2 separate regions of the Canis lupus genome follow, and region 2 is linked to region 1. Evidence: chromatin contacts called from public Hi-C data. All regions are on one chromosome and are shown on one strand. The core of a region is the stretch at or near the end of the contact, and the rest is flanking DNA. Distances in the headings are between cores, read along the strand shown.

The links. A called contact is a pair of places that touch in the nucleus more often than the background predicts.
Region 2: a contact with region 1 is called in a Hi-C map of blood, with 2.2 times the contacts expected there. The contact joins the promoter of UBXN4 here to the promoter of R3HDM1 in region 1. A contact is called at or near these places in 2 of 9 Hi-C or Micro-C datasets (both in blood).

What each region holds. Positions count from the first base shown.
Region 1 is chr19:39,782,346-39,789,816 of UU_Cfam_GSD_1.0, forward strand. R3HDM1 (R3H domain-containing protein 1) reads left to right here and starts at 4,055. Exons shown (of 27, transcript XM_038565089.1): 1 at 4,055-4,231. It overlaps ZRANB3 (DNA annealing helicase and endonuclease ZRANB3), which reads right to left and starts at 3,927. Exons shown (of 21, transcript XM_038565063.1): 1 at 3,712-3,927.
Region 2 is chr19:39,996,411-40,003,881 of UU_Cfam_GSD_1.0, forward strand. It overlaps UBXN4 (UBX domain-containing protein 4), which reads left to right and starts at 3,697. Exons shown (of 13, transcript XM_038565093.1): 1 at 3,697-3,927. The coding sequence starts at 3,846.

The sequences.
Region 1 (7,471 bases), core at 2,805-5,304:
GGGTTCACTCTTGATTTTTCCCTCTTCTTTAGCCATCAAATTAAATCTATTTATTCCTAATTATTCCCAGGGCATATTTCAAATGCATCCATTTCTTTCCAGTTCCATTGCCATCCCAAGCTATCATTACTCAACTGGAATAGTACAATAGCTCCCAAATGGACTCCCCCACATTTTTCTTAATGTCAGCTGGTTTCCTTAAAGCACTTATTATTTACCAATTCCTCTTATCTATTTACTTGAATTTTGTCTTTCCCTCCTATTAGGATGCCTTCATAAAGCCAAGGACCGTAAACTGTCTTATTTTACTTCAGCATGCTAACATCAGCCAGGTCAATAAACAATATCAACAAAACTATCAGACAGTTACCATAGGCCAGGCACTATTCTATGTGTTTTACATATAGTAAGTCATTTCATCCTCACAACGACTTATGACGCAGTATTCTATCATCTTAATTTTATAGACAAGAAAACTAAGGCACAGATTGTTAACTAAACTGCACAAGGTCACACAACAAATTCATGGCAGAACCCAGATTCAAACCTAGGAAGCCTAGACTCCATTCTCTTGATTATAGCCAGGACTTTTCTTAGCAGATGCTCAATAAATATTTCTTGACCAAATAAATGAGAAGAGGAACAGGTTTAGGGGACATGTTGAGTTTGAAGTACTTAGAGAAGGCTATGCGGCACAGAGGGATAGTTATAATAAGCATGCAGAAATCATCAGCTTCTACTGGAAACAGCTTATAAAATGCAAGCCTCTTTATAATAAAAAGTGATCATATAATTTTTAAAAATTGAACATGCTTTTAAAATGTAAGCTTTTAGGTTCAATTCTGTAATAAAAACATGTTTGCACAAACCATAGAAGACCTCACCAAGCCTTGATTGCATCTGTGAAAAATTCTGTATTATTAATATGAAATGAAATACTTGTCTCTAAGTAACATTCAGTATCTATACAAATGTCAAACTTGTGCTTTATTAAAATATAGAAGTGCTGAGATGTACTTTTAATTTGACAAAATGATACCAAAATCCATCTTAAAAAAAATATAAGAAAATGTGAGAATATCTAAAATATCTAAAAAAGAAGAGTGGAAGCACACTTTACCTACTTGATATCAACAAATAGTCCAAAGTTAGAGAAATTAAGTTAATGTGTATTGTACAAGTCAAAGAACAATGAACAAAGAAATGAAAACAGGATCCTGAAGAGATATGTGTGCATCCATGTTGGCTGCAGCATTGTTAATAGCTAGGAGGTAGAAGCAATCTAAATGTCCATTGGCAGGTGAACAGATAAAATGTAGTATCCACATATACTATGGAATGGAATACTATTCAGCCTTAAAAAAGGAAATCCAGTCATATGCTACAACATGGATGAACCTTGAGGACATGATGTTAAGTCAAAGAAGGACCAACACTGCAGGATTCCACTCATACGAGATATCTAAAGTAGTCATAGTCGAACTCTCAAAAACAAAGTAGTATGGTAGATACCAAAGGCTGTGGGAGGAGGGAAAGGGGAATTGTACAAAACATACACTTTGTTTTGCAAGATGAAAAAGTTCCAGATATCTGTTAAATGACAAGCTAACATACACTCGATACTAGTGTATGATACACTTAAAAATGGTTGATTGTAAATTTTATGTTTTCTACCACAATCAAAAAGTTAGTCAGAAACAATGTAGATATCCATCACTAAGAATTGATTATGTTGGAGACAATGAAATACCAGATAGCAATAAAAAATGATATTTTAAAAAATGATATTAACACATACCCAGTCATATCCACAGCCTGTTGTTGAATTTTGTTTAAAAAAAAAAAAAAAAGGCTTACAAGAAAGCAAGGTAGTAATGATAGCATTTGGGCAAATGTCTGTACCTATACTAGAAGGATCTGTAAGGATATCCACCCCAATTTAATGTTGGGGTGGTATGTTATCCAGACATACCATACTGGTGGTATGCCATACTGGTGGTATGTCTGGATAACAGTATTAGAGATGACCTTTTTAATACTCTCCTGTGCTTTTAAACACGATTAGTATATATTCTGCATGTGACAAAGGATACTTCAAAAGAAGTGATTGCCACCAACAGTTCCAGAATTCTAGAATGGAATTTTACATTTCTCTCTCTCATGTGTCTACAGCACATACTGGGAAATAAATATTTGAGAGGCAAGATGAGTAGTGATTAAGAGATCAGAAATGAGACAGACCTGGATATGAATCTCAGCTACAAAATTACCTGATCAAGGCCTTAAATGGTCTTAATGAACGTCATTGAAGACCAATTTCTTCAACTATAAACCTCACATACCAATACTGGTAGATTGCTGCAAGAAAAATGACCTTAAAGCACTTAATATCCTTCCTGGCTGAGGAAACACTCAATAAAATGATGGCCACAATGACTATTTCTTGACTTGATTCACGCTGGAAAAACTCCCGACACAACAAAAAGAAAAACAAAACTAAACATCCTCTAAAAAAAAAAACTACACTGCAAAATTGTATTGAAAAACCCAACCGCATTAAGAAAGGAGATCTACGTTCTCTAGACCTGAAACTAATAAAATACTGTGTTAACAAACTCGAATTAAAATAAAGAATTTTTAAAAAAAAAGGAGGTAATGCTTTGACTGTTGGTCCCACAACACTGATGCTTTGGCCAAAAAAAAAAAGAATGGTAATGGGCCGTTTTTGAGTATGAATCCTGTGCCCTTGTGTTATCTCCCACCAACCAGTCTTTAGAAGAAGTGTGTTTGTAAATATGGAAGTCATTAAATCAGAACTTCTAAGCCCATTTTTGGTCAGACCGGCGACCTGAAGCCATGCTTCGTGCACGCAAAGCGGCTAAAAACCGTAGGGGCTCCCTCCACAAATGCAACGCAAGCTAAGCGTGAGCAAGTCAAAAGATAAGAAAAATGGGACTCTGGGATTGGAGACGAGGGACGGAGGAAGGCATTCCAGGCTGGAGAACTACGCGCCATCCCCTTTCACCCGCTCTTTCTTAAAACACAACTGCATGCCGTTCAACTTCGTTATCTGTCTCGAGAGAACCTACGGACTTGCCCGCCACGCCACCCTGAAAACCACACCTGGTGCGCTCGCCGCAGGGTCTCCAACTCCCGCCACAGGCTGGGCTGGCGTCCGCCCCAAGGCGGAAGTGACTTCAAAGGGACAAACTGAAAATAAGAGAGTTCAAACACCAAGAATCTAAAACCCCTGTGGCGTTCTGAGAAAACTCTCCTCTGACTTCTCTTCTAAGCCTCCCCTCTCGAGCGAGGGTGGCGATTCGCTACAGCCCTGCAACCGGTTCCCCCGCCCCAAACCATCTCCAGTCGGGCCCCTTTCATTGGCCAACGAGGTGCCGCGGGTACCCCCCCCAGGAACTACAATTCCCGTCAGGCCCCACGGGAAGTAAAAGCAGGAAAGGACGGTGGAGGGGGCAAAGCATATTGGGAAATGTAGTTCCCTGCGGGCCTTACAGAGCTGGAAACCCCGCCTTCCTCCACTGAAGCTGGAGAAACCAGGTGTTCGGCTTAGAACCCGTTACCGCTAAAGGGAGGAGCCAAGACCTTAAGCGGCATTCCTCACTTCCCCCCACATGGAGGATGAAAATATTCACCCAGTCCTAGAAAGCTCTATAAATAGTCCCTGAAGAAATATGGTTGTCTCTCCTATACCTCCAGGTCTGTAAAAACTCCACAGAACTCCCACACGCCAGGCTCCCAACTCGTGGGAAAAGGTGCCTTCTTTACAAGTGGGCAAAATGGCTGTCCTCTTAGTTCTTCCATTGGTCGTCCTCTGCGTCGTTCAAGGGCGGTTACTCATTACCGATTGGTTCTTTCTCCCTTGAGGGTGGAGGAAGACTTGGCACCGCTCTCCCGCGGCCCGGGAGGAGATAAGGGGGTGGAGGAAAGGCCGTTTGTTCAGGCACGATTGGCTGGCCCTCACGTCACTCAGAGTGCCTCTAACCTATGATTTGTCGGCTGCCCCTCCAAGAGAACGAAGGGGCGGGGCTAGTGCGTGGTGGGAAGGGGCGGGATTCTGCCAGCCGCGGCTGCCGCTGGAGCCGGTGTCCGGGCTGGTGATGGGGTTAATTCCCTTTCGTAAGACTCTTACTTGCACCCACCCAGCCCCGCCGTCGCCCCGCCGCGCCGCGCTCCAACCGCCTCCTCCTCCTCCTCCTCCTCAGTAACGCGGGTAAGAGATGCCCTCCCCTCCCCCCTCCAGCTCCCCGGGAATAACGCGCCTCGCTCCCCTCCCCCGCCCGCCAACCGGTAGCGCTAACGGAGAAGGAGGCAGGCAGGGGAGAGATGTGTGCGAGAAGGTGGCCTCCGCCGCCGGGCCATCGGCGCTCCAGCCGGGCCCCCGCCGAGGTGCCGCCGCTGCCAGCCCGTCGGGAGGTCGGGTTCCGAGGGAGCCCGGCTCGCCTGGCCCGCGGCTGCGGCTGCAGCTGCATCCACTACCTTGCGCCCACCGCCCCCACCCGGGGGCCATGTGAAAAGCAAACCCCTCGAGGCCTAGCGGAGGAGGCAGGGGAAAGGTTCCCGAGTCCCTGCCATGGCTGCTGCTTGCTGCCCTTGCAGCCCCAGGGACCCGGGAACCAGCCCCAGCAGGCCTGGCAGGAGCGGGTGCCGCGCGTGGTGCTGCTCTCTCGGGCGGCCGGCCCCCGTGCCTCGGGCTCCCCGGCCCCCGCACGCCTCGGCCCCTGGCCCTGCACCCCGAGGATTGTTAGAAAGGAAACACGGCGTTCCGCCGGCTGGTGAAATGCAGGCACACCTTGCCGGTGCTACCAGAGAAAAGCACAATGGGAATGTTGAAAAGAAAGTTGAATGACTGTCAGCGCCACGGACCCCGGGGGTCGGATTTACACACACACTGTGGTTGAGCCTGAGGCTCAGACCTGTGTCTTTGAAGTTTTTTTGTTCTCTTTTTGTTGTTGTTGTTGTTAGTAGGTGCACAGCAGAGTGCCTCTGCTTTTTTGAGCTCGCTTTTATGTAGGAACAAATTGTTGAGGCTATCTTGTCCCGTGTGGAATGGTCCTGGATAGCAAGTGGAGGAAAAGTAAGGCTTGGTAAAATAACAGATGATTTTTCGAACACGATGTTCCAGAAAATACGTGTAGATTGAAATCTCCATGGTTATAGCTCGCCTAATTGTAATTCTGAAGAAACCCTTTGCTGTTAGCTTAGATGTCAGTGATTGCAAGAACTTTTGAGTAATGAAAAGGTGGTTAAAGTCTTAACTGGAAACTAACCTCGTTGTAATATTTGAAAGAGTAAGGTCTGTGGGATAATTAATATAGTTGGATACCAGTGTAACTAGAGTAACTGAACACACTTCAATTTGATAAAACTTGGCGTATTTGAGAACGAATGCTTTTTCCTCACATATTGATTAGGCGCTCATCTTTTAACACCTTGTGGGGTTTTTTTGTTTGTTTGTTTTGGTTTTGGGGTTTTTTTGTTTTTTGGTTTTTTTGCATGGATGGGTCCTTAAATAATGGATTCTATAAATTGGTGGTAGACCTGGCTGTATCAAGGGTAACATTTTAGGCCCACCTCTGAGGCTTTACTTGTTGTCAGAGTACACTTGGGTTCTGAAGAAACAATCAGTTTTGACTAAGTTGTTAAGACCATTTCCTAGGGCCTAAGGAGACCCTACTGCCAGAATGATCTTACATATTCCATAACTAATAGTATTTGCATACAGAATTACATAGATCTAGATTCAGGATCTGGAAGAAATGTGGATGTTTGCTAAAAAAATAAAACACATAACCCCGAAAGGTAAGTTCTCTCAGCTCGCCATAAAGCACTCATCACTCACCTTAGCACTTTCTAAAACTTGTTGGTCAATTGATGAGTTATAGACTTGATACTTTTGGATCTCATATACTTTATGTACACAAAGGGCTGATGAAAATATAGGCGGCATATAGGCGGCTTATACATTCTCTTACTAGCTGCGGGACCCTTCTGTGAGCCTCAGTTCACCTGTAAATTGGGGATGATAGCACCTAACCCTTAGTTGGGGGGATTGGAGATGAAATCTGTATAAATATAAAGCTCCTACCATTGTGTTTAATACATAGTATGTATTATGAAATATTAGCATATAAATGCATCTTAAGAGAATGAGTTTGTTATTTATATGCACAAGATGTTGCAGCCTCAGAACTTGCTCTGTTAGGGCAGAGGAGTACTATGGGAGTTTTCATTTATATAGGGACTTAAATTGGTGCAGTTTGCAGCTAGCCATTTCCAAAGTAAAAGAAATGTGGGAAATTGGGCATCCGATACTGAAGAGTTGTTGATTTTATAGGTTTTTAATTTTGCGTTAAAATCCCCATGTTTGGGGAATATATTTCAAATGAATTTTTTGGAATAAGATTAGGTGCTAAATTGTTTGTAGTGATAAATTATTGTAATATGTTTTGAATTTTAGTTAGCTAATATGTATTTCAAGTTTTATATAGTTGCTATCCATATTTACTGCGCTATCAGGCTACTAACAAACAAGTCTTTAATACAGAGTTAAGATTCAGTGAGTGGTTTGAATTCATAATGGCCATAGGGTTGACTGCAGTTTTGTTACTGTTTTTAATTCTCAATATTTATCAGTGCTTGAGTTTTTCTTTTCTGTGAAACAACATGGGAGACACATTGTTCCTTTCTCTTTTCAGGCACTTTTGAAAATGCATTGGTCTTCACACATAATAGTATGTTTTTGAGTTTGTCCCAGTAGACAAATTAAAGTTTAGCATGAAAAGTTTTATTATGAAGTCTTCTGACAGTAACGCCTGGCCAGGGTTCAAGGCAGCTGCACCTTATGCTGAATAGTGAAGAAACGCAGTACAGTTGGATACTCCTTTGGGGAGCCTTCCATGGCAGCAGCAGAATATTATATAAAATTGAAATAAACTTTTTCAAAAATGATGCAGAAGAAATGCACTACTATGTTTTGCAAAGTAATAAAAGATTTTTTAGGATAAATACTCTGACAGTCTGTGTGTCAAGGAGGTATAGCAACAGGGATCCCTGGGTGGTGCAGCGGTTTGGCGCCTGCCTTTGGCCCAGGGCACGATCCTGGAGACCCGGGATCGAATCCCACGTCGGGCTCCCTGCATGGAGCCTGCTTCTCCCTCTGCCTGTGTCTCTGCCTCTCTGTCTCTCTCTCTCTCTGTGACTATCATGAATAAATAAATAAAATCTTAAAAAAAAAAAAAAAAAAAAAAAAGGAGGTATAGCAACAAATAGCAGTCAACTTTTCAAATGGCTCTTATAGCTCCAAACCACAGAATCTATACTCTTTGTAGTCACACCTGTACATGGTGATATAACTTATAATTTAAGATAACTAAGATACGTAAGGAGCATGTCAGTTTTTTCTCAGCATAATAATTTTTCCTAAAAAAGTAATCTTGCATTTAATCCTGTG
Region 2 (7,471 bases), core at 2,447-4,946, 210 kb after region 1:
CCAGACCCTGGGATCATGACCTAAGCCAAAGGCAGATGCTTAATTGACTGAGCCACACAGACGCCCCAAGTGTAAGCTTTTTGAAGATAAATATAAGATTTTTTTAATATATAAATATATATATATTTTTTAAGATTTTATTTGTTTATTCATGAGAGACACAGAGAGAAAGAGAGAGAGAGAGAGGCAGAGACACAGGCAGAGGGAGAAGCAGGCTCCATGCAGGGAGCTCGACGTGGGACTTGTTCCTGAGATTCCAGGATCAGGCCCTGGGCCGAAGGTGATGCTAAACCACCGAGCCACCCGGGCTGCCCTTGTTTATACTTGCTACACACCCCTGTAGATGTTAGAGGTTGAGACTTCAGTCATATACTCTTGTCTCACCTCGCTTTGCATATTCCATAAGCGATAGCATCCTCCAGAACCTCAATTATCTCTCATATGTAAAGAATTCCTACCTCTAGGTTTAAGAACTGTTTTCTGAGCTCCAAACCTAATATCTGCAGACTTAATATCTCCACTTTGTGTCTCCAGCACTCCAAAAACATGTCTAATTAATCCTGAACTCACATCTTCACTCACTCCTCCCCCTCAACCTGCTCTTCCTTCAATGTTCTCCCTCTCCATAGCACCTTCTATACAATTTCTCAAGACAGAAACCCAGGATTTCTTCTGGACTCCTCCTTCCTCAAATTCTGTATCTAATAAACCAACAAAACCTCTTGGGTCTGCTTTCAACAAAACATCAAAGGTATCCACTTCTCCATTTCCTTTACACATGGACAGTAGCCTCTTAAACCAGTTTCTTCACATTTACCCATTCCACTTCCAATTTAAATTGTAGCATACTCGCATGTTAAAAACACAGGTCTTATATGTAACTCCTCTGTTTAAAATTCTTCAATGGCGGGGCACCTGGGTGACTCAGTGGTTGAGCATCTGCCTTTGGATCAGGGTGTGATTTGGAGTCCCGGGATGGAGTCCCTGCTTCTCCCTCTGCCTATGTCTCTGCCTCTATGTATCTCTCATGAATAAATAAATAAAATATTTATAATAAATTTAAATAAAATTCTTCAATGGTTTTAGAAATATATTTGCAATCTTTAACATGACTTCCAAGGCCCTGTATGATCTAATTCTTGCCTATTTTTCCAACCTTATCTGCACCAAATTCCCCTTCCTATGTTCTAGTAACACGGGACATTTCAGTTCAAGTGTACTGTTCTCACTTGCCTCAGAGGATTCACATTATTGTTTCCCCTTTTTTTTTTTAAACAAATTCCTTTTTAAAAAAGAATATTTATTTATTTATGATAGAGAGAGAGAGAGAGAGATAGAGAGAGAGAGGCAGAGACACATGAGGAGGGAGAAGCAGGCTCCATGCCGGGAGCTCGACGTGGGACTCGATCCCGGGACTCCACGATCACACCCTGAGCCAAAGGCAGGTGCCAAACTGCTGAGCCACCAGGCATCCCCCCTGTTTTCTCTATCTTGATTAGTCTTCTCCTTCACCTGGTTAGGTTTTTCTCCCTGATGTGTCATTTTTTTCTTAACTCTGCTCTCCATGTTTGGTCACATCATCACACACTTCTGAAGCACTTAGAATCTCCCCTTTTGTGACATTCATCCTCACATACAATCACTTGTTCAATGTCTGCCTTCTTCTTTAGATTGTGCAGTCACAAAGGCAGGGCCCTTGTCTGACTGCCTCACTTTACCCATGCCAATTATGTATGTCTAGCTCCTAGTAGATGAGCAATAAATATTTGATAAATGAATTAAAGGCTATGAATGGTTCTTACATTGTTTAAGTCTAACATTAGAAATAAAGACATCACTCTACTGAAAGAATTTATAGGTAAACTGAATTTTAAGAAATCCATTTAAAGTTGATATACAAGAGGCCTGATTAGAAAAAGGTAAATATAAATTGGATTGCAAGCTGTTAACTGTTTTTAGGTAAAATATTTAGAGGAAAGAGGTGTTTTGGGCAGCCCAGGGCGTGATCCTGGAGACTGGGATCCTGGAGACCTTGCATGGAGCCTGCTTCTCCCTCTGGCTGTGTCTCTGCCTCTCTCTCTCTCTGTGTCTCTCATGAATAAATAAATAAAATCTTAAAAAAAAAAAAAGAGGTGGGGATCCCTGGGTGGCGCAGAGGTTTGGCTCCTGCCTTTGGCCCAGGGCGCGATCCTGGAGACCCGGGATCAAATCCCACATCGGGCTCCCGGTGCATGGAGCCTGCTTCTCCCTCTGCCTGTGTCTTTGCCTCTCTCTCTCTCTCTGTGACTATCATAAATAAATAAATTAAAAAAAAAAAAAGAGGTGTTTTCAGATGTAGCACCTTAATTCTGCAAAGATTGTCAAATGATTGTACCGCCGAGGGGGCAATTCAATCGATGTAGGATGTATAATATAATAATCTATGCAACTTAAAAAAATATAAACCTTAGCTAATAGTTCTTAGAGGCTGTAATTCCAGAACGTATTAAATATGGATCAGTTTTCGTTTTATATTTTTAATTTTTTTTAAATGATTTCATTTTTAAGTAATCTCTATGCACAATATGGGGCTGGAACTCACACCCCAAGATCAAGAGTCACGTGCTCCACCGACTTAGCCAGCCTGAGCTCCGGGTCAGTTATTTTAATGGCAACTAACCACGAAATGCCATATCTCGATTAGAGGACATTCTCATATGAAATTGTAAACAAAAGCATTACCTGACCTCCTCTTTTGTATTACCATGGAAAATGAATCGTTATTGTCTGTCTCTTTTTTTTTTTTTTTTAAGATTTTATTTATTTATTCATGAGAGACACAGAGAGAGGCAGAGACCCAGGCAGAGGGAGAAGCAGGCTCCCTGCAGGGAGCCCGACGTGGGACTGGATCCCGGGACTCCAGGGTCGCACCCTGGGCCAAAGGCAGGCGCTAAGCCGCTGAGCCACCCAGGGATCCCGATTATTCTGTTTCCAAGTTACTTTGGGAAGTAGCTGTGGCAACAGCGTAGCCAGTGTTTTGAGGTTCCGGACCGAGGCCTAGCGGACAACTAGTGAATTGCCGGGGCCCTGCAGTCTCCCTCCAGCCGCCCTGGGGTCAGGGGCTGTCTGGTACCACGGAAGGGGGCTGCGGTGGTTTTCACCCTCTCTTCCCCTAAGTTGGGCTGACAAGTTCAGCAGAATCAAAGCCCACTTCGTTCCATACAGAGAAACACCCCCTATCGCACAACGGCCACTAATCATTAAAAAAAGAATTACATCGTCCACAATTAGGGCTCTCCTCGGGGCGGAGCGGGGACGACTTCCTCCATATGTAAGGTGTCCAAGAGCATCTCCTCCACCAGGAGCACCGCGTCCGCTCCCCTCCTCTACGACTTGAGAAAAGGCGCTCACTGCCGCCCCCTTCAGCCGTTCCCTCGGAAACCACAGTCACATCTTCCACGCCAGGGGAAAAGCGAGCCTGGGAAGACTACCACTCCCGTCATGCCTCACGCGTCGCGCCGCCGACGCGCCGTAGCGGCGAGTCATCTTTCCCACCGGCTTTTTCCGCTTCCGGAACGGCGGGGTCTGAGGCCCAGCGGCTGCGCGCACGCCCCAACGTGCCAACGAGACAAGGCTCTGGGGCGTGGCGCCGACGGCGACGTGTTGCGTCACGGGACGCAGGGAGCGCCCGGCCCGCGCGCTTGCGCGCACCCCGAGGGGCTGCTGACTGGATTGCGAGCCTGCGCGGAGGCGGGGGGCCGGCCGCTGGGGCTGCGGGGGCCGCGGGGCCGACGAAGGGGAGGGCGGGGCCGCTTCGGGACCGCGGCGACGACACTCGGAGCGAGCGCCTGGGCCCGAGGAGAGCGATGTTGTGGTTCCAGGGCGCCATTCCGGCCGCCATCGCGTCGGCCAAGAGGAGCGGCGCGGTCTTCGTGGTCTTCGTGGCAGGTGAAGGGGGCGGGGGCCCGAGTTGTGGCCGGACGCCCCTCCGGCCTCGCTCCCATCCCAGGGCGCCCCTGCCCTTGCTCGGCGCTCCGACAGACCCGGGCCGCCGTCGCCGGCCTCCCAGCGCCTCCGTCGTCCGTCGGGGGCTCGCCGGGCCCGGCCGGGCCCCCGGCGCCCGCTTCTCCCCTCACCCCGGCCTGAGGCGCCGTCCCCGCCTCGCCCCCGGAGCGCGCGGAGCCCCGCCCACCGCCCTGGCGGAGCCCGGGGCCCGCGGCCGCGTCCCGCAGGCCCCGCCCCCCCCGCCCGCCGCGCTGCGGGGCGCCCCGCACGGGGTGGGCGCAGGGACCCAGCAGCGCCTGCTCGGCGCCCGGGTCACCCCTCTGTCCCCCCGGACGCGCTCCGCGACGCTTGAACGCGGGTGTAGCCTGAGTGTTTAGGTGCGGGTAGAGACAGGTCGTTCTGCAGACGGTTGGGTTCGTAATTAGTTGTGGACTGTCAGGAAGAAAGCTGTGTCATCGGTAAGCCACAAAGAGAAGCCACCTGATGTTCACGGCTGCTGGCGGTCGCACGTTCCTGAAACGCAAACTTTTGAGCTTTATATAGGTTGGATTTTTCTTTTTTCTTTCTTCTTTTTTTTTTTTTTTTAAATAATAATGAGAGGGGGCAGAGAATCTAAGGTGGAATATTTGCCGAGTCGCAACTTGATTTTTGTGCCGTTTGTTGAGAAGAAGTCGACGTTGAGTCCTTGGTTCGTTTTTGTCGTCTGCCAGGCCTGGTATCTGTAGTTTCCAGAGCGTGAGCTAACTCGTTTATCCTGTGTTAGCTCTGGTTTGTTTTGCTCCGTCTTTTATTACTGCCCTGTTTTATGACAGAAATCTTCGGGATTTACAGTTAAAACCTATGCCTGTGTGGTTTTGCTGATTCTCATGACATGAATCAAATTCGCGCTTGTGACTTATGTTACTTTGCGGAGTATTATTATTATTTTTTTTTAGGATTTTATTTAATTATTCATGAGAGAGCCACAGAGAGAGGCAGAGACACAGGCGGAGGGAGAAGCAGGCTCCATGCAGGGAGCCCGAGGCGGGACTCGATACCGGGTCTCCAGGATCATGCCCTGGGCCGAAGGCGGGCGCTAAACCGCTGAGCTACTCAGGGCGTCCCCGCGATGTATTATTTCAACTATTTGTGTTTAATAACGGTGCACTTATTAACTTACGACTCTCGAGAGTCCAGATAACAGCTCTGTAACTTTGTGCACTGCAGCGAAGAACAAATGCTAAAATAGGAGTTTCGCTTAACCTCAGATTTGAAATTGATGATTGAGTCCTACCAAATTTTTAGTTCAGTGTTGTTAATTAGAAGAGCAGTTTGATCCTCCTATGCTGTTTTAGAGTTGAATTTCGCATACATAACTGCTGTAATCCTGTAAGGAAAAAAAAAAAGTGGGATTAAAAAAGGGTTAAAAAGGAAAGGAAAATTAAATGATAACTCTGCTTATTGAGAGTATGGTAATAGTTTTATGGCACTTTAGATGTTTTTCAAATAAATTTCAGTTGATTCCTGTGGTAAGTAGAACAGGTTTTATTACACCCATTTTATAGCTGAGGAAATTTACGTCCACAGTGGTTAAGTGACATGCATTAGGGTCACAAAAAGTATTTCCATCTTGTCTTGACAATTTTTTTTTTTTTAGCAGCTTCAAGGTGTCTTTTTTGTTTTTGAGAAAAACAGGGCAACTGTAGACTTCATATATTAATGAAATTGGTGTAGAAATCAGGAAATCTAGGATGATAGAAGTCTTTTTTTTTTTTTTTTTTTTACTTATTTATTTATTTACTTTAGAAAGTGAGGAGAACAGAGGAAGAGAAATCCTCAAGCTGACTCTCTGCTGAGCCCGGAGCTCAACACAGGGCTTGATCCGAGGACTGTGAGATCATGACCTGAGCTGAAATCCAGAGTCAGACAGTTAACTGATTGAACCACCAGGTGCCCCTATGGTAGTCGTTTTTTAAACGAAAAACACAATTGATGGTGTCTCAGTGTTCCTAGAAGGCACTTTTAGGCTAAATAGTTAATTAGAAATAAATGTTAGATTTAATTAACCAACATTTGGAAACAGTAGTGCTGATTATTTGTGTAGCAAAATAAAGTTGGAGGTCTTTGGGGCTCTGTGTGTGTATATATACATTCTTCAGTTAACCCTTTACTGATGAGCACCTATTAGATGCTTGTAGAATATCATTGACTCAGTTGAATGTTGGAAGACTAAGCAGTGTGTCAAAGGAATTTGTCCTTTGACCTGTTCAAAATACCGTTGGCTTTTCTAGAGTTCTAGGAAGTTAATCTCCAACACTAGGTAGGATTAGTTTCATGCCAGGAATATGTAGACAGCGGGGTCTTGAAACTGCAATGCTTAACATGTTGCGTAGACCTTTGTTCATATCCAGAACTCATGATTTTCTGGTATGGGATACCTCAACAATAATAAACTAACTCAGTAGGAAATTAAAAAAATATCTTTCAGGTGAGATGAAGTCATCTTAGGGGTCTATTTTGGTTCATATAACCCCTCAAGTGGGAAGCACTTTAGGCAAGTTGTTTAGTGAAATTTTCGTGCATGAATTAAAATTGTAGTATTGAAACTGGAGAGATTACTATTAGTTCAGACAAGAATTTAACAAGTATTTTCAAAGTATTATGATTACGTAAATTGAATTAAAACTGAAGTTTGTTTGTTTTTTTTTTTAAAGATTTTATTTATTCATGAGAGAGAGGCAGAGACACAGGCAGAGGGACTGTGGGATCCTGGATCAGGCCCTGGGCTGAAGGCAGGCGCTAAACCACTGAGCCACCCAGGGATCCCCTAAAAACTGAAGATTTTTATTCTATTCATGGGAAGGTAGAATATCTGACAGGGAAACTGAAACAAAGGTGTCAATTCACAGACTTGTGTTGCTAGTGGGCTAAAATTTTTTTTTTTTAATTTATTTTTATTATTTTATTTTATTTTATTTTATTTTTTCTTTTTTTTTAAAGATTTATTTACTTAGGAGAGACACACTGAGAGAGAGAGGCAGAGACACACAGGCAGAGGGAGAAGCAGGCACCATGCTGGGAGCCCGACGCGGGACTCGATCCTGGGTCTCTAGGATCACACCCTGGGCTGAAGGCGGACGCCCAACTGCTGAGCCACCCAGGCGTCTCTGGGCTAAAATTTTCATGACAAAAAAAAAAAAATTCATGACAGACACTATTTACTGCCTTTTTTGGTTCATACAGACCACAAAAGCTTTTAGATTTTTGGCTAGTTGACCTTTTCTGGGTTGGAATTCCTGGCTCTACTAGGGTCTGCAACTCTTTGCTTCTGAGTTTGTATTCTTTTTTTGTTTCTTTTTAAGTTTTAATATCTACACCCTATGTGGGGTCAGACTCGGAACCCTGAGATCAAGAGTCTCATGCTCTTATCGGGTGAGCCAGCCAGGAACCCTTGATTGGTCTTTTTAAGTGTCTTTAACTTTGGATATTGCTGATACTACCGAGGAAG